5 separate regions of the Gossypium hirsutum genome follow, and all the other regions are linked to region 5. A link is a contact called in public Hi-C data. All regions are on one chromosome and are shown on one strand. Each heading gives the region's core, a stretch centred on a gene start, on an enhancer-like site or on the middle of the called end of the contact. The rest is flanking DNA. Distances are from core to core; before and after follow the strand shown.

Region 1 (4,753 bases), core at 330-2,829, 320 kb before region 5:
GATGAACATAAAATTTGAAATCAATTTGTTCTTCTTGATCTATAGCTTTAGTTGTTATATATACTGTTTTCAATTACATAGATGGAAAAGAAAACAAAAAGTAGATTGTAGTAAGATTGTTAAAGCTCTGTTGTATAGTCTATGAACATTGAAAACCTCCCCCCCCTCCCCCCCAACATTTGCCACCATCTGCAAGAGAGAAACATCTTAATTTTACACTCAAATCTATGTTGTGTGTATGTTCTATGGCCTCATCCAACTAAAAATCTCAGGCCTAGATATGAAAACATAATCATATATAAAAATAATTAAGATACCAAAATTTTAGGACTCCAAGGCAAATGGTGTTTGCAGCAGATCATACGGAGCCCATAAAGCATCCAAAGGACAAGGTCTGTTTGCATCTAATCTCACCCATGGCTTCCCTTTCCCACTCCAATGCAGTAAGCTAACTGGACCAGGATGCAAATTTCTACACAATCCTCTATAGTTATCTCCTCCGAGGCCATGTTGGTTCCACCGGTGATCAACAGGAGCTATATTCCCTGCAAAGACAAGCAAAAACGGTGGCAAGGACCCTAACTCATAGATCCTTATTCTCTTTTGAAGCTCCATCCATTCTATAATCTTGGTAGTGTAATCTCCTTGTCGCCATCTTTGCAAATCTATCACCATTACCCCAGTGTTGAAATAACAGGCTTTGCGTCCGGCAAATGTTAGAGATAACGTTGGGTTTGACCAGAAGGTTGGGGTGAAGTAGGAAGTGAAGTTGGCGTTGCAATACTCCGGTGCAGCTAAAACCGAGCGGTCTCCGAGCGGCGTCGCGGCGAGTTTAGCAATGTCGTCGACGAGGACGAGGTCGGAGTCTAAGTAAACGACTCGGCTGAGACACGGTGGGAGGAGGTTGGCGAGGTAGTTGCGGGCATAGTTGAGAGGGCAGTCAAGCGCTGAGCGGATGGAGGTGGAAATGAGTCCTGACACCTTGGAGGAGTCGTATGGGTAGATTTGGAACTTGAGGGAAGGGAAAGAGCGGGAGATTGTGAGGCGGAGGTGGTGGTGGTTGGCGGTGGCGGAGGGGATGAAGTGGAAGCGGATGTTTTGAGGGCAAGAAGAGTGCTGGAGGGCGGAGAGAATGGCAGCCATTGACCCACGTAAGTAGGCAGCGTCTAGGGTCATTGCAACATGGACAGCTTGGTGGGAGCACATTTCATTGGTGTCCAAGGAAGGGCAAGCGGGAGAGTTGTAAAACTGTGGAGCTTCTTTGAATCTTTGATAATTAGTGGTAGTGGCGGAGGCAGGGGCAGAATTGGTGGCAGTGATGAGGAGGAAGAGGAGGAGAAGAAGGTGGTGTCGGTGGAGGTGATCATGTGGTTTAGGCATTTTGTTGGAGGGAATCCAAGAGGATATTGGAAATTAAGAAAGGGCTATAAAGTGTTTAGACTACGTTTATTAACCTTTTAAGAGTGGGGGCGGGGACGGATCCTTGGTTCCCACGGTGCCAAAAAAGGGGTGATGCAGCCACCCAAAGTAAAGGTTTTTGAAACAATTCAAACTCTCAAGTCTTCGGCTTCACATTTGCTTGTTGCAAAATTTTTTCCCTTTTTATAAAGAAAAAGATCGCATATTGAAAATGAAGCAACATATATTTAAATTTTAAATCTTAAAAATAATCATATGAATCTATTAAATTAATTAAAACCATATATTTACCTTCTTCTTTAATGCTCCTTGTATTGATTGACATAATTACAAAAATTGCAGTCAAGTCAGTTGGTGATTTATATGGTAGTAGGGTTTAATGAGTACAAATATGGTAGCAAATCAAGTCATTACGATATAGTTTCCGTTTTATGGTAAAATATGGAATGTCTTTCATTCAAGATTTCCTAATTAAACATGGTAAGGTTGGGAAAGAAAATACGTTAAAACTAGCTTTTTTACTGTATCTAGAACCCATAATGTCAACATTCTTTCTCCAATTTTCTTGGTTTTCATTCCTTTTCACCATATAAAAAAAAATAGACAAAAAGGGCAGATTGTAGTTAACTTGAATTTACAACGACGTATTATCAACGATCTAGTTGAGCCATCCGCGTCTAGAGAAAGCCCTAGCACAAGAGTTTTTGCCTTCAATCTAAGGATTTGCATGTTCAGCGTAACAAAAAAACAAAATATTAAAAAAAAAATAGTATTATTTTATTCTTTTGGTCTCTAATTTGATCCACATATTCCGTGAAAAATTAAATGCAGAAGCTTACCGGTGTCCTAAAGTTATTATCAAGGCAACGTCGTCCAGTCCAGGTGGCTGCAATATGTGGGTCCATAGAGTGCCACCTAAGCAAGTCATAGGTAATTATTAAAGACAAAACGGAAGTTCACTTTTGTTAGGAGATAGGGACATAGAAACCAAGAAATTGGTGGGAAATGCTTCTCTTAACTAAACATTTTGCCTTCCCTCTCACTCTCGCCTTATCTAACTTCTTCTTGTGTTCTGTCACGAGTATGTGACCTAACATGGGCTCCGACTTCCCATAATTACTAAAACCGTCCACTTCTATTTTATTCTTTTTTGAAAATTACATGCCCATATTCACCATGTTCCATAATAATATCTCCCTTTTTCCTGTATCATATAATATAATGTTATGAAAGCCATCGTTTGTCATATTCGCAAGAATCCAATAAGCCTTTCCAAGTGTTGATTATTATTTCATACATCTTTGATATTTTAAAGTATTATTGCAATTTAGAGAAAAAATGAGTTACACAAAACTTGTAACTTGATTTTCTTGGCCAACATAAAGCTTCTTACCTAATTGGCCTTAATTTATATTATATGCTTACAAGATTAATATGAAAAGGTAGGTAACACAATATATGGGCTAGCTACTTTCGAATTCCATTGTACTCAAATGAGTTAGTTGCCGTTAGTTATTAACACAAAGGATGTGAGTGGGACATGCATGGTTCCCTCTTTCATTAATAGAGTTTACACGAAGCAATTAATAAATTAATAAATAAATAAATAAACCGAAGGCAAAGCTTTGCATGTGCTACACATGACAAACCCCCTATTTCTCTCCACACGATGACCCCAGCCTTCTTAATTAAACACCCCTCTTCTTTATTCTTTGATTAGAACCCCTTCGAATTTCTTCTCTGGATCTTTGATATAAAAAGGAAAAAAAAAAAGTTGAACCTCATGCAATCATGCTACCCTTTTCAACCGACACTGACAACCTTCTGCTGTCGGCACTGCCATCTCTCACCCCTTTATTTTGAAAATTAAGTTTCGAATCTTACTTTTTTTTCTTTAAAATAAATAAAGAAATTACGACTGAATCGTTGAATATGGAATCAAACGTTTCGACCTAAGCCACACGGTTTACCCCCAGAATGTGAAGATGATAGTTGAAAAAGAAAAAAAAGGAGTAAAAGGGGTCAGCTTCAAGCGGCAATCCCCATAGTTTCACTCACTCTCAGCTCTCAAACTGAGATTTGTCTTCGTAAAGTGAGGTTTCGTATAATATTTTCATATATTTTACCGGCACATAATTTGTATTTAAATAATATTAACGAGTGCCAATACGCAGGTTTCTATCTACAAAGTTCAAGCCCTACATTTTTAAATACTTTTTTCAACCTTTTTGTTTTCTCTATTTTGACTTTTCTAGCTAGTTAATATCATAAACTTCAGTATTTTTGTCTCATTTGATTATATTTTTAAATTTTAACTACTTGAGATCATGTTAAATATTCTCCTTTCATAGGTGGAACTTCAACCGTCCCTCCCCCCTCTCTATATAGACACAATCATAAATAAAATAAAATAAAAATAAATTACATATATAATCATTCAACTATAAAAAAAATTTTATTTTAAATACTCAAAAAAAAATTACAATTTAAGTATTCACGTTACATAGTTTGATCATTTTGATCACTCCTGTTAAAATCACAAACGTCAAGTTAATATGATAGTTAAAAAATTAGTACAATAACACATTTAACCCTTAACATTTACATATTATATCAATTTAGTCATAATTTTTTAAAAAATAACGTTCAAAATTTAAAATTAGTCTCAAATTAATTTTATATCTAAAAAATTCAAAAAATATTATATTTATATATATAAATATTTTTTAAAAATATAAAAAAATACATAAAAATTCTAAACTTGAGCTAATCGGCCTCTAGGAATCTAACCCATCTTTCTTGCTTTACTTCTTTAAGTTGTTAACACTGCAATTTGGGTTGAATTATCCAAAAGATAGTAAATGGAGAGATGCTGGTGGGGAGGGAGGGGGAGAGGGACCGCGGTGGGGGTGGAAGGAATGAGGATGTGGACGGCGGTGAGGGATTTTTATTTTATTTAATATTAATATAATTATATTTATTTAATATGAATTTAAATATTAATATAAAATTTAAAATTTAAAATTTTCTTTATGTATTTTTATATATTTCTTTAAATTTTTTAAAATTAAGATCAACCTGTGTAACACCCCTAACCTGTATTTGTTGCCGGAACAGGTTTACGGAGTATTTTTAGAATTTACAGATCAAATAAATAGATATTTCACATCATATAGCATTCATATCAAAAACCAATTGAAATCACTCATATCGTCCCTTATATGAGCCATCGAGGCCTAAAATAAACATTAGAATTAAATCAGGACCAAACCGGAAACTCAGAAAAGTTTTCGAAAAATTTCAAAATTTTCCAAGGTGTAAGGGACACACGCCT
Region 2 (4,180 bases), core at 1,525-4,024, 400 kb after region 5:
ACTACATTTCTTTTGTATTTTTTTTTTCGTTCTTTTCTTTTCTTGATTGTATTCACATGATCTTTATCTCTTGGTCAAATTTGGGTTTTGGAATTCGTCACCTCAGCTCAATATATATATCATGGCAGGAAGCAAAGATTTTCACTGTCCGATGTAAAGTTTCTTGAGTTAATAACCTTTTAACATCAACATACTTACCAATAACAATAATTGGTAAATGGTAATATTAACTTTGGGCAAGTTTTTGGTTATGTAAGTATATTTATTTTATATAGATAATGAAGGAGATGGGGAAGAACAAGTCCACTACATTGTGAAAATCTGTCAAAGAAAATCATTATTGGTTAGAAAAGTAAGAGCATCTTTTCAATGTAAAGGCAAAATAAGCAGAGCATTTTCCTTGGCATTTAATTCGTACCAAGTTAAAGCAGGGTGTGTGTGCATCTGTCTTGTCCCATGGTAATTCAAAAGAAGGAACCCCTTAAGTCACCGGCTCACCGCCAGCCGTGCCAACCAACTTGTTCCTCGTGCCACTTAGCCCCCTAGCTAGCTATAGCTAACTTTAACTTCCCACTGCCATCCAGCCATTGTATTCTGTGGATCAAAGGACCTTTGCTTACTGACTTGATGCAACTCACCCATCAATAAAAAGTTTTTGGCTTTGATGTTCCCTCAAGTGCCTTCATGGAACTTATGGGGGGAGCTCCACCTTATCTGTTTCACATTAATTTATATTATATTCACGACATGAAAAAATCAATCTCTTTATGAAGTTTACATACGAGACTTTTTCCAAAGACACAGACAAAGTGGGTAGTGACTCGTGTCCTTGTCTCCACTCCAATATTCCCCCAAAGCATCAGTCAAGTGAACTAACCATGAGACGTAAATAAGTGTGCAAGTTTTGTTATCATCAAAACCACATGAAAAACTAATTAAATCCAAAGGGTGATTAACAATCTAAGTGAATCATAATTTCAGCCGAAAATTGGACCTAAACATAATATATATAAATAGTTAAATTGTGGGGTTTAAGTAAATTATAATTTTGTCACATCAATTTAACACTTTATCAATGGATTTCATTTTTCAATTACAAAATTGTGGATATCAGAAAAAAAAATGTTATGTTGTTTTAAGCAGCTCTTCCACCTCATTTACTTTGTTTTTTAGTTATAAAATCATAACCCAATCCCCTATTCTTTTGGCTTAAAATCCAATAGTGGAAAAGTTTATCTTAAGAGTGAAATGATGGAAATGTAGGAAACATTATCCAATCAAAAATTAGAAACTCTAATTTTTAATAAAATCAAGACGTCAACAATGACGACATATCCTCTCTTCTACTTCTGACCTTAAGAGATTTCTCCAACAACCTTAATATTCTTTCAAAAAGAAAAGATTGCTTCCCCGATGCATCTGTAATAATAATAATTCTTAATTCCCTTGAAAAAAAATGATAATACTTAATGAAAGTACTAACTAATCCCAAATTTTCATAACTTTTCTTTATGTTTTTCATTCGTCTCTCGAGCCACGATTGAGATATGGTTAAAAGTAGTCATGGGGTATTGGCTCATAGTTATAACCATTTTACAGACACATGGAAATAAGTGAAAATACCTCCCAATTGGACAACAATGGCTGACTAGAATGCCCAGATCCAGAGGCCAAACCTAATTTACCAACTTTGTTTATGGACTTCAATAGTGGCCAGCTTTGGGATCCCCAAACCCCTTTTAATTAACTTGCAAAATTATGTATTACTTGCTTGCTTACCACCATCACCCCTTATCACTTAATTTGGAAAGCCTACCAATCCTAGTTTTGTCTAAGGAGATCACAATTAAGAGAATGATTTATTTTAGGTTTTAAGTTAAAATCAGGATAATTATTTCTTTTACAGCTTTAAAAAAAAAATATCATCCTTATCTCATGCACAGAACTTACATGAAAGAATATCATAGAGGTGTGTTTGATAAATTATAAAAAAATTTCAACATTTAATATTTTAAATTTATTTAGTAATTATTTTAATTTTTACTTAATATAAAATTTTAACCAAAAAGTATTGAATAAGGTAAGAAGATATATAGCTACTTATTACTTGAGGTAGAAAATATTAAATTGATTTTATTTTATTAAAAATTGAAATAAATTATTAGTTTTTAAATAAGATATTTAAATTGTCGTATTTATTTTCATTTAAAATTATCTAAAATAATATAAAATATTATATTAATAAGATTAAAATTAAAAATAAATAATTTTTTAAAAATCAATATTTACTTTTATCAAACAATATAATTATAGTCCGTATTTATATTTACTAATTTTTTAAATAATTTTTTGATATAAATTCAATACTTATAAAATTTAACAATAAAAATTTAATACATAATTTTTTCACATTTAAAATTTTCAATTAATCAATCACATCCTAAAACTTTAACCAAACCATGTATTATATAGTGAAAAAAAAACGATGAACTTTTGAAATTTAGGGTTTTGTTGTCTAACTTTATCCACTTGTTGGACGTGGGGATGGCAAATTTGGTTGACAGAATTTTCCAAACTAGTTCAATGATACAGTTTAGATGTGACAGTATTTCTTATTGTCTCAAACTAGTGTACCAAATTGTAATACTATAATGGTATTGTTGTTATTCATAAGAACGTGATGTCCAATATTGGAAACAAAGGTCTTATGGTAAACAAACAACTGCTAACTAGTCCTACTCTTAACCCTATAAATAAACCACATCACTTCCTTAACTCATCCATTACTTCTCTCAGGGATCACCCGTTTCTCAATTTAAGTGAAAGCCAGAGGAAAAAAAAAACACACCCGAAAAGCTAGAAAGAAAGAGAAAATGAGCCAAGATTATGAAATGATGACAAGCCAAATGAATGAACATGAAGATCATATTGCTCTTATCTCCCAAATCTACCCTGGATTTTACACCCAAATTGCAACACACCAAGGTACTGATCAATGTGGCATGGACTTAAAACCACAAACATATTTATTCTTGCATTGTTTTATAATTAAGCCAGGCTTTTGGTTGAGCAGGGGAACCGAAGCCTCGACGGCGGCGGAAGAAGAACAAGGGAGGGGAGAACAGCCAGTGTGCGGTGGCTAAAAAAAGGAAGCTTAACCAGGAACAAGTCACTCTCCTTGAACTTAATTTTGGTAACGAACATAAACTAGAGTCAGAAAGGAAAGATCGGATTGCTTCAGAGCTGGGACTTGACCCTCGTCAGGTTGCTGTTTGGTTCCAAAATCGTAGAGCTCGTTGGAAGAACAAGAAGCTGGAGGAAGAGTATAGCACGCTCAAGTCTCTTCACGAAACTGTTGTTCTCGACAAATGCCGACTTGAATCCGAGGTATGTAAATATACATATATCTTTTATTTCCCAAATGAAAATCATTTTAACTTGCAAAAAAAGAAAAAATCCGGTTTTAATCACACTTGTAAGTTTATTTGGATGTTTAAATGCAAACCCTTTGTTTTTCTTATATTTTAGACATAATTCCTTGTGGTTTCTTAGAACCAAACAGGAAAAAATATGTATGTTTTCAGAGATTAAATAATTAAAAAAATAATTCAAACTTGAGGAGGCGTTTGTTGGAAGGAAATGAAACTAATTAAGGAAGTAGCAGCGTCTTTGATCTTTATCTTTTTGATAAAAAAAGATACGGTGACCCACCAATATCAGAACATGCACGAGCTCAGGGCTCGAAGAAAGCCATGTCATGTACTTATGTTGTTGGGTTTAAGCTATTAAAAATATCAGTTAATGAGATCATAAGTTTATGTTCAATTAAAAGAAAGTGGGAAACGATATTCTTGGACAAAAAAAGTGGGATAACATTGACAAGGAACAACAAACAGCCACCTCATTGCACAACAAAAAGTAGTTGAAAATGTTTTCCAATGAAAAACAGAGGGTCCACTTCCATACACCATACTGTCTTGTGGCAGGGGTTGGGCTTAGCCGAAGCCCACTTTTACATTCAATTTAAATTTGTTTCTTTGGTTACAATTATAGGTGGTAAAGCTTAAGGAGCAACTTAGCGAGGCGGAGAAGGAAATCCTGCAACTAACGGAACGAGTAGATGGGGTTTCCAGCAAAAGTACAAGCTCATCTGTACTGTCAATGGAAGCCATTGATCCAG
Region 3 (4,845 bases), core at 1,618-4,117, 460 kb after region 5:
AATTAACAAATAAGTACTTGTGATGATGAAGTTTAGTTTGAGGGGAATCTAGTTTCGGTGAATCATTTGAAATAGATTCAAAATCCATAAAATTATATCACGTCCATTTACATAAATTAATTTCATCATTTATTTTTCAATGATATTAGTTATTTCTAATAGTTATAATAGGTATTGTTAAGAAAAATTTCACCTTAATATTTTAACCAAAATAATTAAGGGCGTAAATATTTGAATTAATTAATGATATTATAAAAATAAAAAAATAAAATTTTGTAAATTTAAAGTAGAGATATTAAATCTTAAATTTAAGCGTAATATAAATCATAACTATACACTTGACACAATTATTTGACTTAATAAAAAAGTTTTATACTTTTTTCTAAAATTACTTTTAATTAGCAAGTAGATAAAATTATTTTTAATAAAATTTTAATAAACATTTAATATACAATTATAGTAAATTAAAATTATAACGAATTAATGGTCCAAACATTCTCGTAAAAACCTAGGCTTTTGATTGTTCATCTTTTCCTATATTGGGTAAATGAATCCAAACGAATTAATAGTTCCGGTTATTTTAATAATAAATTAGTGTAATTGAGTTTTTTTTTTTTTGCATAAGTTAAAATTTTTGTCTATATTCTTTGTACCAACCGTTTCATTCAATTTTAGTTATACTGGTCAAAATATTGTGCACTAGTTCGTATATGAATAATATTAAAAATTATAAAACTTTTAATTTTATATTGTTATAGTTCTAAATAAATTTTTTATCGAAACATTGTGCATCGATTAATGCATAAAAATTTTATTATTTGAAATTTATTTTATATAATTCATTTGATATTTATAAATATTTCTTAAATATCTTTTTTAAAATATTTATAAATTTAAAATAATACATTGAAATAAATTGATATCAATACAAATTAGTTCTAGTAGAAAATGATATCTCCACCAGTTTCGTATTGACTACCTTGATAATAGTGAAAGACTCATTTGTACTAATTAAAATTAATGTAAATGTACACACTTATGTAACCTTTTATGTTTGAGATTCATGTAAAATTAAATTCATATTTTATATTTGATTTTCGTAAATTGTATACCAATAAATATTTGTTTCATGTAAACATTCAACCAATATTTTTTTTTTTGAAATAGAAGATGCATATAATATATATATAAAAAATAAAAGCACAACCAAATAAGTTGAAGCAAGTTACTACAGAATTAACTAACCCAAACCAACAGGCTTCCCCTCTATACCCAAGTTATGGTTCTTCGAACTTACCACAACCATTTGCACACGCATCAAAGGTGAAAGCATTAATCATAAAATGAGGAGGATTAATTAGGGATACCAGCAGGTTGGATGTCTGTAAATTCTGAATTATCTGAATTCGCGTTCGCAGATTATCTAATTTTTAATATCTAAATCTGAATTCAAATTAAATATTATTATCTGTCAAATATTCGATATTCAACTCCGTATTTATTACAAAATATATAGAATTTTTCTTTGTGCAAAATTTGAACATATGGCTTTTAACAACTAAAGCTATACTTTAACCATAAAAGCTAATCCTAAATTTTAATTAAAATTAACACAAACTAATAAATAACATATAAACATCAATGAGATAATTTTTAAAATTAAATAGAATAATTAAATTAAATATAATAATAAATAATAAATTTAAATATGTTTAAAATTTTTATAGAAAAATATATTTAATTTAATATCTTATTTTTTTTAAATGTCATATAGTTTCTCTTAAATTTTATTCTTTTGTATTTGTAAATTAATTGAACAATAAGATGGAGTCATCGAAATTTCTAGATTTGCAATTTTTCCTTTCATTATTTGATCAATTCAATTAGTTAATTTTTTAACAGAAAAATAATATTTATATAATTAAAATAAATATTGTGATATGAGTTTATTTGTAATGTGACATGATTATATTTAGTACATATTATATTATATAAAACAATATACAAAATAATATACAGTTTAAAGACATATAATATATTATTGTTATATAATTAAATAATGAATGTAAAATAATTATTATAACATTATGATATTACAATATGCATTTTTCTATTAATGATATGCAACCTAAACCTCAAAATGTAACTAAGTATAGATAAGGTAGACTCCTCTGTTACATCAATTAGACTCACTCCCACAAAAAAGAAAATTTTTTATTGACCAATCTTAATTTCAAATAAATCACACTTCCTCATGTGACCAATCGGGTAAAATTTGGCACATGACATTGATATTTCCAACCAACATGCCAAATGAAATACCCAAACACACATTCATTTAAACTACCACACATACACGATTTGTGGACCGATCCCACGACCTTAAGGATATGATGAACATCTTTGCCCATTTGACCAAATGCTGGGGATTTAGAAACTACATGAGATTTAAGACAATAAGATGTTAAATAATATATCTTTTTTGATAATTTTTTAAGTATATTTAAATTTATTATATTTATTATTTATTATTTATTATTAATTGAAATATTTAATTTCAAAAAATTATTTTTATTAATATTTATATATTATTGATTAGTTTATGTTAATTTTAATCAAATTTGAAGATTAGTCTTGATGGTTAAAACATAATTTAATTGGAAAAGGTCATGCATTTGAATTTTGTTGGAAATAAAATTTTAAATATTTTATAGGGTAAATTACACCAATAATCACCCAACTTTAGATAGCTAACAAAACAGTCACTCGGGTTTCAATTCAGTCACTCAACTTTCAAAAAATAACAAAATAGTCACTCCATTTTCCGTTACATCTATAACAGAGCTATCGTTTCCGTTATTAACTTAATAGAAATGCCATTTTCCATCCCTCTCCCTCTTCCTCACCATCCCCCTATCACAAACCCCTTTACTTTTTTGCAGACCTCCCTACCATTGCCCTTTCCTTTTCTTCCCACTATTCCTTCTTCACCATTATTCCTATCACCCTCAGCAAAGCTGCTATGTCCAAAGGAATGAGCCACTTTGTCCTTTTCATCTACTCAAATGTTTTGGCTTCTCTCATTCTTCTGTCAGCAGTTTTTTTCTTTACGAGGTTCTCATCTATCTATCAATTAGATCCATGGATGAGCAACTAATGGTATTTATTTCTGTTTTGAGACTTCCTTATATGTAAGAAAAAGCGGCCACCAATTACTTTATCTTTTTTGTACAAAATTTTTTGCTTAATCATTGTTGGGTATGCAATTAAATCTAAATAGAGTTCAATAATTCCTTTATTAGTGAAAAAATTGGGTTATAAAACTGAGTTTTTTTGCAGGATCACTTTGATGCCGAACTGTGTAATCATTGGTATAAGATACAACTTTCCAACCTTTGCTTGTGCTCTTGCCAACTTAATCCCAAATTTCACTTTCTTTCTTGGTGTTATCTTCAGGTTCGTCTCTGCTACTATGCCATTTGTTTTTGTAGTATAAGGCATAATCAGTTGTCTTTGATCTTTGCTAGCTATGTCAGTTTTTTCATTTTTTTTAAAAATTTTATAGGATGGAAAAGCTAGAGTTGAAAAGCCCAAAAAGTCAGATCAAGTGTTGGGCACCTTAGTATCTATTTCTGGAGCACCCATTATAACCCTTTACAAGGGTCATCCAATACTTTCCCCACCAATTGAACCACATTTACATCCATCTCCTTCTACCATGTTAACAACATCTAACAATTGGCTCATAACTGGCCTTTGCATCGCTACTGCCTCTTCGTCACTTTCAGCAAACATCATTGGTCAGGTAATTTAATATGCCATTTCATAATCCACGATGCTTTGGCTACTTCAAACTAATACTTTCCCTACTAAATTTGAAGGCTGTAATTCTATAAAGGTATCCATCAAAGATAACGTTGGTTTCCTTCTATTGCCTCTTTGGGTCCATTCAATCTGCATTGGTTACTTTGATTTTGAAAGAGACCCAAACGCTTGGATGTTGAGTCCTAATATCGAGCTCATTTCTGTGGTCTACTCAGTAAGCAAATTGTAACTCCCCATGTTAGCTTTGTCATTTTGGCAAATCGAAGCTTTGTAACTAAGACCAATTTTGTTTTAGGCTTTATTTGGAAATATGGTAACATTTGGTGTGCAAGCATGGTGCATATGGCGTAAAGGTTCGGTCTTTGTGGCCACATTCAAGCCCTTAAGTATCTTTGTGGCCACGCTTTATATTGTTGCCTTCTTGGGGTTCATTTTCCTTGGGGATGATGGTAAAGAAGGAATTGAGGGAAGAGGGGGAGAAGGCAAGGGTAGGGAGGTCCGCAAAAAAGTAAAGGGGCTTATGATAGAGGGAGGGATGGTGGGGAAGAGGGAAGAGGATGAGAGAGGGATGAAAAATGGCATTTCTGTTAAGTCAATAATGGAAAACGATAGCTCCGTTACAGACGTAACCGAAAATGGTTAGTGGTGACTATTTTGTTATTTTTTGTGAGTTGAGTAACTGTTTTGTCAACTACCCCAAAGTTGAGTGACTGTTGGTATAATGTACCCTATTTTATAATTGGCTACGTAGAGTCGGATATCCATTATCCGAATTGCCATCCCTAAAACTAACCTGATCAGTGTAGTTCACATTAAATAAAATCGCCCTTGTTAAGTCGTGTACCACTGTATTAGCAAATCCACCAATCCAATCGAGGGCAATTAATTTCAATTTCAACTACTACATTATCTAGGCGTAAAGACTTAACTTAGGATAGAGTCTCTTTGATCGACACTGCTTCTGCAATATGAGGAGCATACACCCCTTGAGCAAAACCAATACAAGCCCGTTGGAACACC
Region 4 (4,844 bases), core at 1,678-4,177, 340 kb before region 5:
CATTTAAGTCAATCATTCTATTAATTATGATTTTTTTTGTTTTAATGTAAAAATCTAGAATTACTAATAATCCCTCATCAACCCTTAAATTAGAAGATAAATGTTTTTAGCATATTCGAACTCGTATTCTCCTTGCACCGACAACAATACTAATAACAACTAAACTAAGACTCAGTCAACAATTATAACTTATTTTATAATTTATAAAAGTTATGTTTACATGCATTTAATATCTAGCTTATAACTTGTATATTCAAATTAAATTTTACTGGTGATATATGTTAAGTGCTCACAAAATACTTAAAAGATTGATATTTTTATATATTAATTAATTTTTTTATACATTAATAATATTTAAATTAAATTAAATATTTTAACTTTTTCACAATATTTTTATTTTAAAAAATACTAAATACCTCAGATCTTAAATGACATTAATTAAAGCAATTTTCAAAAGTAATTTGTGAGTAGCAACGCTAAAAGTGGATTGCCAAAGTTTGAGGGCTTTGGAGCAGCACTTAATGCCTCACGGGTCGTCCATGAGTCTGCCCCAACTACTCAATTATTTTTGACATAGATGGATTTGGCAAAATGCTTGCTTCCTCTCAACAAGCTTCTCAAGTTTTCTTTCTTCACGTTAAAGCTACTACTACTCTGCCCTGGACTTGCGCTTTTTTTTTCTTTTTTTTTTATTGCTTTAGCTTTAAGGATTTGTTCGATAGAGTATAAAAATTTTAAAAGGATAAAAATTGAAAAATTAAAATATATATAGAAAGATGAAAATTATAATTTTTTCCTATAGAAAATTTGATAAAAATAATTTTTTATTTATTAATTGATAGAGTTAAAAAATAAAAAGAGAATCAAACTTTTTAAAAATACATACTTTTAGTCTCTTTTTTTTTCTTCTCTTATTATTTTAATTGGAAAATACTTGTTTTTATGCATTATGATTAAAAAAAGCATATATCTTGTTTTCTTTTCTCATTTTTCTTTCTCACCAAATATTATTAGAATTTTATCTTCTTCTTTTTTTTCATTTTTTCACTCTCTCCTTTCATCTTTTCATGTTATCACTCAACCAAATACATCTATTGAAGGGTTTTACCATATAGGCATGACGAGGCTCTCAGAAGTGCAAGTTTACAACTTTGGAACGGCATCACCTTAAGATCAAGATCAATATTTTCTACTAAACCCAAAATGTTGCGTTTCTTATTTCTCAAACTTCTCAACATAAAATATAAGGAGAAAGTTTGGTTATTAGTGTAATGCATAAGGAAAAATTTTATTTAACACATGTTCTAAAATAGTTAGACATAAAATAAAAAATAATTAATATAAATTTAAACATATAACTAGAAATATGAGAAAAATCTTTTGTATAAAATAAGACCTCTTCGAAATAAATAAAAAGTCTTCCTTCTTTTTTCCACAAACAAGTCATACGTGTGACTAAATCAAAGGCGGACTGTCATCTCCCCTAAAATTTTAGGAAATCTTCATTTCTCCCTTGAAATTTTTAAAAATTCTTATTATAATTTTTTTTTGAAAATTTTAATTAAGCTATATTAAATATTTTTTGAAAATTCTCATTAATCTCACAAAAATTTTAATTAGACCCTCAATTTTTTTAAAAATATCTCATTAGCTTCTAAAAGTTTCGAAAATTTTACTAGGTCTCTAAATATATTATTAGACTAAATATTACCAATCATGAAAATATATGTAAAAATAATATAGCAATAATATATCGGTGGTTAAATACTTAATAACTGTTACATAAACTACATATAGAAAGATAATGATCAATCCCTCATTTTCTTTAAAAAGCTTATTTCATGATGCATCATTTATTATAATCATCACACGTGTAACTGGACGTGTTTTATAAACAAAGAGGAAAAGATTTGAGCCTTGATTATCAAAACTAAGAATTCGAAGATCTACGAGTACATGATTATGTGAAGTGGTAAAACTCCTGTATAGCTAAATACTAATAATATTGTTTAGTTAAAAATAGAAGGAACAATGGAATTAAGCCATCATTTGATGGAACTCATGAAAATCAAGCACCCCATTACCATCGATATCATATACCCGAATCATGGCAACGCATTCATCATATGATTTTGCATCCCCAAGTCGATTCAACATCCTTTGCAGCCCTTTGGGTGTTATGCACCCCGAACCTTTCTCCAGTTCAAACATCTCAAACGCTTTCTTCAGATCATCATAATCATCTCCCTCATCATCCTTGCTGGGTTCTCTTTTCATTAGCTTCAAGAAATCCTGATAGTCCAGCATGCTATCCCCGTCCGAGTCAAGATCGTTGATCACCCCTTGAGCATCTTCATGTGACATGTACTCCCCGATGGACCCAAAGTACGCCCTAAGTTCAAGAGCAGAGATTTTGCCATCACCATCCCCGTCGAAATAGCCAAAGACTTGCTTCATCTCGTCTTCTTCAGGCCTTTTGGTTCTCATATTAGGAATTGTGCGAGGAGATATTGGTGTTGATGATGGTCCAGGAGAAGAGCTTAAGGATGTTGATCTAGACTTTGATCCACGACGTTGAAGGCTTAACCTAAGGCTCTTGTTAGAGAACCATTTGGAAGCCTTGGAAACTTTAGCAGTTGCCATAATATATTGACCGTGGAAACCCTAATTTAGGCTCCAAAGTGAAGTTAACAAAGATTCAACAGCTTAAATAAAGAAGAGAAAAGCCATCTAAGTCTTTCTTTTTTAGTTAATGATAGATTTGCTTTAGAGAAATTTCAGAGAAGGCTAGAAGATGAAGTATATTGACATAAAGGAAAGTGCATGGCAACTTCCTAGATGACCTAACCTACAATTTATTGACCGTTGCCCAACTCTCTTTAAAATGGTGTGTAGTGCGTTACCTAATTTGTTCGATTAAGATTTCTGTTTACACTTACGTCTATACTTCTATCTATATCTATTTATTGATATACACACTAATCAGGCATCACTTTCATTAAAAAATTACTAAAATAATTGTTTATATTATAAAATAAATTTAATTTTATCATTTCAATTAAAGTATAATTTAATTTTTATACAGTAAACACATATCCTATGTATACCATATATATTTGTTTTCTTTAAAATAATCTATTTCCGCCTATTTAATTAATTTTTATTTAATAAATTGTACCATGAATAAATAAAAATACATCTGAATATTTGATTCCACGATTAATGTATACATATTTGCTTATGCAATGAAAGTGAAGTTTAATTTTTTTATATATCTATCTTTTTTTCTTATGATAATCCATAATTCATAATTGCATGTATCTATTGATCACTTTTTATTGCATATTGCTATACATTTTTTTCAAAAATATATATTCTTTTCATTTAGAAAGAAAGTAAAAAAGAAGAGAACATATAATAAAATACTTTTAAAAGAAAATATTTTTTACTTCAAATTAGAAAATAAACAATGTTTTTAGCTTTTGAATTTGGGAAAAATACTTTTAGAGCCATAAATATTGCTAAACACATAATTATTGCAATCAAAATTGTTTTTGATCCCAAACTCTAAACCACATTTGTTTAACTTTTGAATTTGAAAAAAAAAATACTTTTAGAGAAAAATGATATTTTTTACCCATTTTATAATTTAATATATTTTTTGTAATATTTAAATTACATATACAATTATTTTTCATATTCAAATTTATCTTAAACATATAACATTTTATATTTAAAATTTTAATGATTATTTTTTAATATTTAAAATATAATTTATATATTCAAATTAAATTTTACAAATAATTAATGTTAGTTATCAAAAGAAGAAACAATAAATTAATTTTTTATTGTTATTCAAATATAATGAATATAAACATTTTGTAACATCATTTTATATTTCAAAAACAATATTACACCAGCTCTAAGTAGAAGCAGAATAAAAGGGTGCTTTCGATTAGTTAGTCAAAACTTGGACCCAATTCTGCGGCATTTACACCGTCCCAAAAGATCAACAACGTAGCGGACCACCCACTACAGACAAAATGGGTTTTAAAGATCAACCTTTCACATTTGCTGTTGTGTTTTTGCATTAAATTGGATAATCCCCACGGCCTTTTATTTGGTTAAAATATATCATAAATTTATATATTCTTTGTAAATTTAAATTTTACACAGTAGAATTTTAATTTTTGGAATTTTTTTATTTTTTAGATTTTAAAATTCAAGTTTAATTGTTAATACTATTAAATTTAAGTTTGTTAGGATAGTTACCACCATCGGTCCAAAACCAATTTGTCGGCCCAAACCGATAAGGTCGCAGACTGAGCTCACACGATGGGATTGCAGACTGAACTCGCAGGCAAAGTTCCCTCGTCAAGCCTACTCCTTTGTGAAGTTATATGTGTATGAGAACGTGTAACAAATGTTAAATCTAGAGTAAGGCACATGTCTATATGCATGGAGCCTACTTAGTATATCATCTCAATGAACAGTACCCATATCATATAAATAGGCAAACACCACTAGGAAAAGAAGATAGAGAGACAAATACCTCAACAATGGGTGCGGTAAGCATGGAGAATTTCTTATCTTCAAAACTTCAGTTTGCTGAAAATCGAAATGGCTCATCTCAATGAGAGTTTTCCCATCAATTTTTTTGCAGGACAACTTCGAGTCTCTAGTGCCAGTAATCAATCTAGTGAAATGAACTTATTTTCTAGTTGGTTTATTAACCAACCAGAAAATTTAGGTAATTCGGCTCATGCAAGAGCCTCAAATTCTTTAGACTTGAACATCCTCTCTGGTCAAGTATTGCCATTTCCCTTTGACCAGGAGGTATCCCT
Region 5 (4,621 bases), core at 1,375-3,874:
GAAAAATTTTCTGATTCGAATCGAGTCCACATTTGACAGACTAAGCTTGAGGATAGCTGAGAAGATTATTAGGTCAAAGTGTTCATTCTAGGCTAATCAAAATATAAAATAGGTACAATTTTGATTAAATATTTATTAGTTTAGATATCACTACTAAGTTCTTATTTTGAAACATTTTTTTAGAACTCTAGTTTTTCTGTAAATTTATTTTTCACTGTGTTTTCCAGACCTGATCTCCAACAATATAAAATTTTTAATAAATAAAAATTATTAAATATTCAATAAAAATATTATAAATATTTTTTAAAAAAATAAAAAAAATATGGTTGAGCTATTTAAGATATATACATACTTATGTAAAATTTTATATCTATATTTTTAAAATGAAAATGAGCTTAGACAAATATAAAATACATATAATATTTAAGTTCGATCTTATTTAACATATAAACACCTCTAATTATAGCTTGCATAACAAATTTTCAAGATTTTTGTACTTTTGAATAAGTTTAGCCACAAACATTAAAAATTACCTTTTTAAAAGTTTTGTATTAAATACATTGGAATCAACTAACCAAATCAATCTACTTTTTTTGTTTTTGAATTATTTGAAGAATAAGAATTTTTTTCCATAAATAGTTCGCAAAGAAGAGTTAAATGAAATTATTAAAAATTGTTAATAAACTATTATTTATTATGTTAATATGTATATTGAAAAAAAAGTATATTAATTTTTTATAGAAAAATATTTAAATTAATTGAGAGAAATCTAAATTATTAAAATTAATTATAATTAGTCATGATCAAATCAAATTAAAATTGATTGAAAGAAATATAAGTATTTAATTTTAGTGATAAATTTTAAAATTATACATAATTTTTGATTTATTGTGCAATTTTGATGTATAAATTTTTGTGTAATCATACATATGAAATTTTGATTGTAATTTAAACGTATACATAAAACATTAATTTTGATTGAATTCTATACATTTAAAAAAATAAATACATTAATTAATTTATTTATTAGATAAAAATAATTATTTGTGTATGCTGTATGTAAAAGTAAAATGTTTCTATATAGATGATTATATCATTAATTTGTGAAAACTGAATAAAAAAATTTTCATGTATAAAACTATGTAAAATAAAAATTTATGTAATATTATATATTTAATCAAAATTCATATATAATTTTGAGATTTATCTTTTAATTCTATTAAAATCAAATAAAAATACTAAATAATATTGTGTATTGACATAACAGTTGTTAAATTATTTTTTTTCACATAACACAAATTTAAGATATTACATGCCAATAACAAGACCGTTCCTATAAGTTTTTTTAGTATTTCTTTTATGCACTTTAATTTTTGAAGTTATTTTATGCATTCTTTATTTCCAAATTTAAGATATTAAATTTTTTTTAATTCTTAGCATTATATGGTTTATAATTTTATTTAAATTGATAAATATTCATATATTGTTTCAAATTAAATGCTAAAATTATGGTCATGGAATAGTCATTGTTTCCATATCATATTGATTTTATATATTTAAGTTAAATAATAATTAAAAATAAATGTAATTTTTTTTAATTTTTAAAAAATAAAAGAAAAACCATTAAAGTTTTTATATATAAATGACATGATTGATTGTATATGGTAATTTATTTCCTAAAATAGTACCCCTCAAGCTATCCTCTCATCCTTTATTTTTTTTCAAGACTTAATTAAAAAATTACCTTCTAAATTATATATGTGTTCACTTAAACCTTTTTTTTTGGTTAAATGTAGCATTTAAACTTAATTACTGTTACTCGATTAACCCTACGTAAACATTATTTGACTTTACCCATTTTTTTAGAATTGAAAGGAAAAAAAAGAAAAAGAAAATCTGAATATTAATATTAAAAAAAAAATTCTCTCCCCGTCCCTCTCTCAGCTCCCTACCACCAGTGGTCTCCCCTCCCCCCTCCTTTTCGTATCAAATTCTTCCCTTGGGCAAAACTTTATATCATGGAATTATTAGTAAACATGGGAAGGAATAGCAAAGGATCCAATCCAATATGGGAATGATGTTTTTCATGGTTTCATCGAGTTCAGGGGGGCTTGCTCTAACTCCCCTGGATATCTCAAGCTAGATTGTGACGCAGCCTTCAACTCTTAGGCTTTTAAAGCGAGCATCGCATAATAATTTATGATTTGATCACAGTGGCAAGTGATCTCCTCCTCGACAATCAAATTAGACAACAAAATTTAAAATGACACTTGGGATTGGATTGGTAAAAATACTTTGTATTCCCACTGATTCGCAATAAATGCAAGTGAATATTAAAAATATAGGTGAAATGTCGTTGAATTTTGAAGCACATTGGTTTGATTACAAATATAAGGCCGCAAAACTGCAGACGCTAGTTTTTCACCAAAGAAAAAAACAAAACAAGTGGGTCCATCCTCCACTCCAGCTTTCGTGTCATTTCCTTTCTCTCTCTTTCCTTTACTTTTCCTTCAGGCATCCATATCCTAAACCCCCTCCTTTTGTCCCTTCTCTTCATCAATTTCCCCTTAGTTTCTGCTTTTTTCTTTAAAACAATAAAGATCCCTTAGTTCCTTCTTTTCTTTCTTCGGCTTTTCCTCCAACAGGTTTGTTACAATATCATAAATCCAACACACTACCTTTTTTTTTCTTTTTTTCTCACTTGCTCTTTTAATCGGCGTTGATTACTTAAGTCTTTTGTTAGATTCATTTTCTCTTTTCTTTAACGATCTCTTCTATTTTTGCAACTAGTTGTATCATGAATTATGATCTGCTAGAATTAATTTCATTTTGAATCTCTTTTTGTTGTTCAAATTCTATTATTGCAAAGATGGGGAAAAAAAGAGGCACTTCTTTTGTTTTTTTAAGTAGTTTTAAATTAGTCTAGTTAAAATAACTTCGGATCAGGTAAATGAGTGGTCTTATTAAAAGAAAATGGATTCTGATCGTCAACAGCTCAAAAGTATGGAAATCGAGTTTGATAATAAAGGCTAGATTTTTCAGTTAGGGTTTGTTAAGAACAAATGTTTTTGTTTTAATGCTTTGGTTTTGAATCTTTAGATTCTGAATGGATATTGCTTTGCTGCGGTAACTGGAATTTGATGTTAAGGCTATGGAAATGAATGGGTTCACTTTAAATTTTAATATATATGTAGGAGTTATGATTCGGCTGTTTAAAGTAAAGGAAAAGCAGAGAGAACTTGCTGAAAATGCAAATGGGGGAGCTCCTACTAAAAAGCAAAGTCCAGGAGAGTTGCGTTTGCACAAAGGTTTGCTTCACATTTATAATGGATTGAGTTGTTTAAATTTCCTTTAGTTCTGTGATAGAGATCCATTATTTTTTATGATTTGGTGCTTTTGGTGTGTTACTGCTAATTTTCTTTAGCTTTACTGATCTATTCAACTATATGTTGTTCTAGCACTGAATCTATTGGCTCAAGCGCATCTGGTGTTTGATCCTAGTGTGATTCTCATGTTTTATTTTGTCTTTCTACGTGTAGATATTTCTGAGCTTAACCTACCCAAATCTTGTGCTATAACATTTCCAAATGGAAAGGATAACCTGATGAATTTTGAGGTTTCAATTCGCCCCGATGAAGGATATTATTTGTAAGGAATTTCTTTCATGCCTCTTATTTTAACACAAGTTTTCTTTTGCTCTCTAGCACAAATTTTTTGGTTAAAGTTTTTGTTTATTGGAGAAGACATGACATGCTTATAAGAGTTTTTTTACGTTCATCTTCTTATATTAATAATGCTATAACAAGTATAAAACTGATTGGCTGCTGCTGTTTCAGCGGTGGCACATTTTTATTCTCCTTTCAAGTTTCTCCCGTCTATCCACATGAGGCACCCAAAGTTAAGTGCAAGACCAAGGTAGACTGGCTTACCTTATTTATATGTTTGTTTTCTAAATTCATGCTGTGGTCTCGCATGCTTTTGGTTATAACCCGGCTTGTATCATGTTGCACTCGAATATCCAGGTCTACCATCCAAATATTGATTTGGAAGGAAATGTTTGCCTTAACATCTTACGTGAAGATTGGAAACCGGTGCTCAATATAAACACTATAATCTATGGTTTATATCATCTTTTCACGGTAATGCCTAATATATTTATAGCCATAATTCAGTGGATTTGCTGCCATCTGATATCTGAATCTTTGAATTTTGTGTGCAGGAACCGAATTATGAGGATCCCCTCAATCATGAAGCTGCTGCAGTGTTGAGGGATAATCCAAAGATGTTTGAATCCAATGTGAGGAGGGCTATGTCTGGCGGGTATGTTGGGCAAACCTTTTTCCCACGGTGTGTCTAGCTTTAGCAAGGTCGCTGAATGCGCAAATGCACACGTCATAAACACTTGAGCTTCTGTGGGTTGTATAATTTACCTGCAAATTGCCCTCTATTGTCTGCTTTGATTTTCTCACTTTTCCTGCAAGACCAACCAGATAAAAATTCCATCAATGTTTCACTCTAGCTTTTCCCAATGCTGTTGTATGATTCTGTGGCATATAATCTCAATTTGGAACTAGGATAGAGTCAATAGACCGAATTTCATGCACTTGCATATTATGTGACA

What was found. A called contact is a pair of places that touch in the nucleus more often than the background predicts.
Region 1: a Hi-C map of leaf shows a contact between it and region 5, with 3 times the contacts expected there. The contact joins the promoter of LOC107896896 here to the promoter of LOC107896533 in region 5. A contact is called at or near these places in 4 of 34 Hi-C or Micro-C datasets (all in leaf).
Region 2: a contact with region 5 is called in a Hi-C map of leaf, with 2.2 times the contacts expected there. The contact joins the promoter of LOC107896489 here to the promoter of LOC107896533 in region 5. A contact is called at or near these places in 6 of 34 Hi-C or Micro-C datasets (callus and leaf).
Region 3: a contact with region 5 is called in a Hi-C map of leaf, with 3 times the contacts expected there. The contact joins the promoter of LOC107896461 here to the promoter of LOC107896533 in region 5. A contact is called at or near these places in 12 of 34 Hi-C or Micro-C datasets (callus, hypocotyl, leaf and 1 more).
Region 4: a Hi-C map of leaf shows a contact between it and region 5, with 2.6 times the contacts expected there. The contact joins the promoter of LOC121209887 here to the promoter of LOC107896533 in region 5. A contact is called at or near these places in 3 of 34 Hi-C or Micro-C datasets (all in leaf).

What each region holds. Positions count from the first base shown.
Region 1 is chrA11:28,465,774-28,470,526 of Gossypium_hirsutum_v2.1, reverse strand. LOC107896896 (probable galacturonosyltransferase-like 1) reads right to left here and starts at 1,579. Exons shown (of 1, transcript XM_041081775.1): 1 at 1-1,579. The coding sequence starts at 1,380. The coding sequence ends at 325.
Region 2 is chrA11:27,743,706-27,747,885 of Gossypium_hirsutum_v2.1, reverse strand. LOC107896489 (homeobox-leucine zipper protein ATHB-40) reads left to right here and starts at 2,774. Exons shown (of 3, transcript XM_016821676.2): 1 at 2,774-2,985; 2 at 3,074-3,387; 3 at 4,054-4,180. The coding sequence starts at 2,874.
Region 3 is chrA11:27,685,048-27,689,892 of Gossypium_hirsutum_v2.1, reverse strand. It overlaps LOC107896461 (serine/threonine/tyrosine-protein kinase HT1), which reads left to right and starts at 2,867. Exons shown (of 9, transcript XM_041081771.1): 1 at 2,867-3,159; 2 at 3,340-3,456; 3 at 3,566-3,805. The coding sequence starts at 3,142. LOC107896472 (WAT1-related protein At1g21890-like) reads left to right here and starts at 3,805. Exons shown (of 2, transcript XM_016821654.2): 1 at 3,805-4,039; 2 at 4,121-4,526. The coding sequence starts at 3,836. The coding sequence ends at 4,468. It overlaps LOC121209884, which reads right to left. Exons shown (of 2, transcript XM_041081772.1): 2 at 4,675-4,845. The coding sequence ends at 4,755.
Region 4 is chrA11:28,483,131-28,487,974 of Gossypium_hirsutum_v2.1, reverse strand. LOC121209887 (probable calcium-binding protein CML41) reads right to left here and starts at 2,927. Exons shown (of 1, transcript XM_041081776.1): 1 at 1,820-2,927. The coding sequence starts at 2,643. The coding sequence ends at 2,038.
Region 5 is chrA11:28,145,616-28,150,236 of Gossypium_hirsutum_v2.1, reverse strand. It overlaps LOC107896533 (NEDD8-conjugating enzyme Ubc12), which reads left to right and starts at 2,624. Exons shown (of 6, transcript XM_016821727.2): 1 at 2,624-2,645; 2 at 3,195-3,308; 3 at 3,540-3,648; 4 at 3,837-3,915; 5 at 4,023-4,139; 6 at 4,220-4,529. The coding sequence starts at 3,200. The coding sequence ends at 4,357.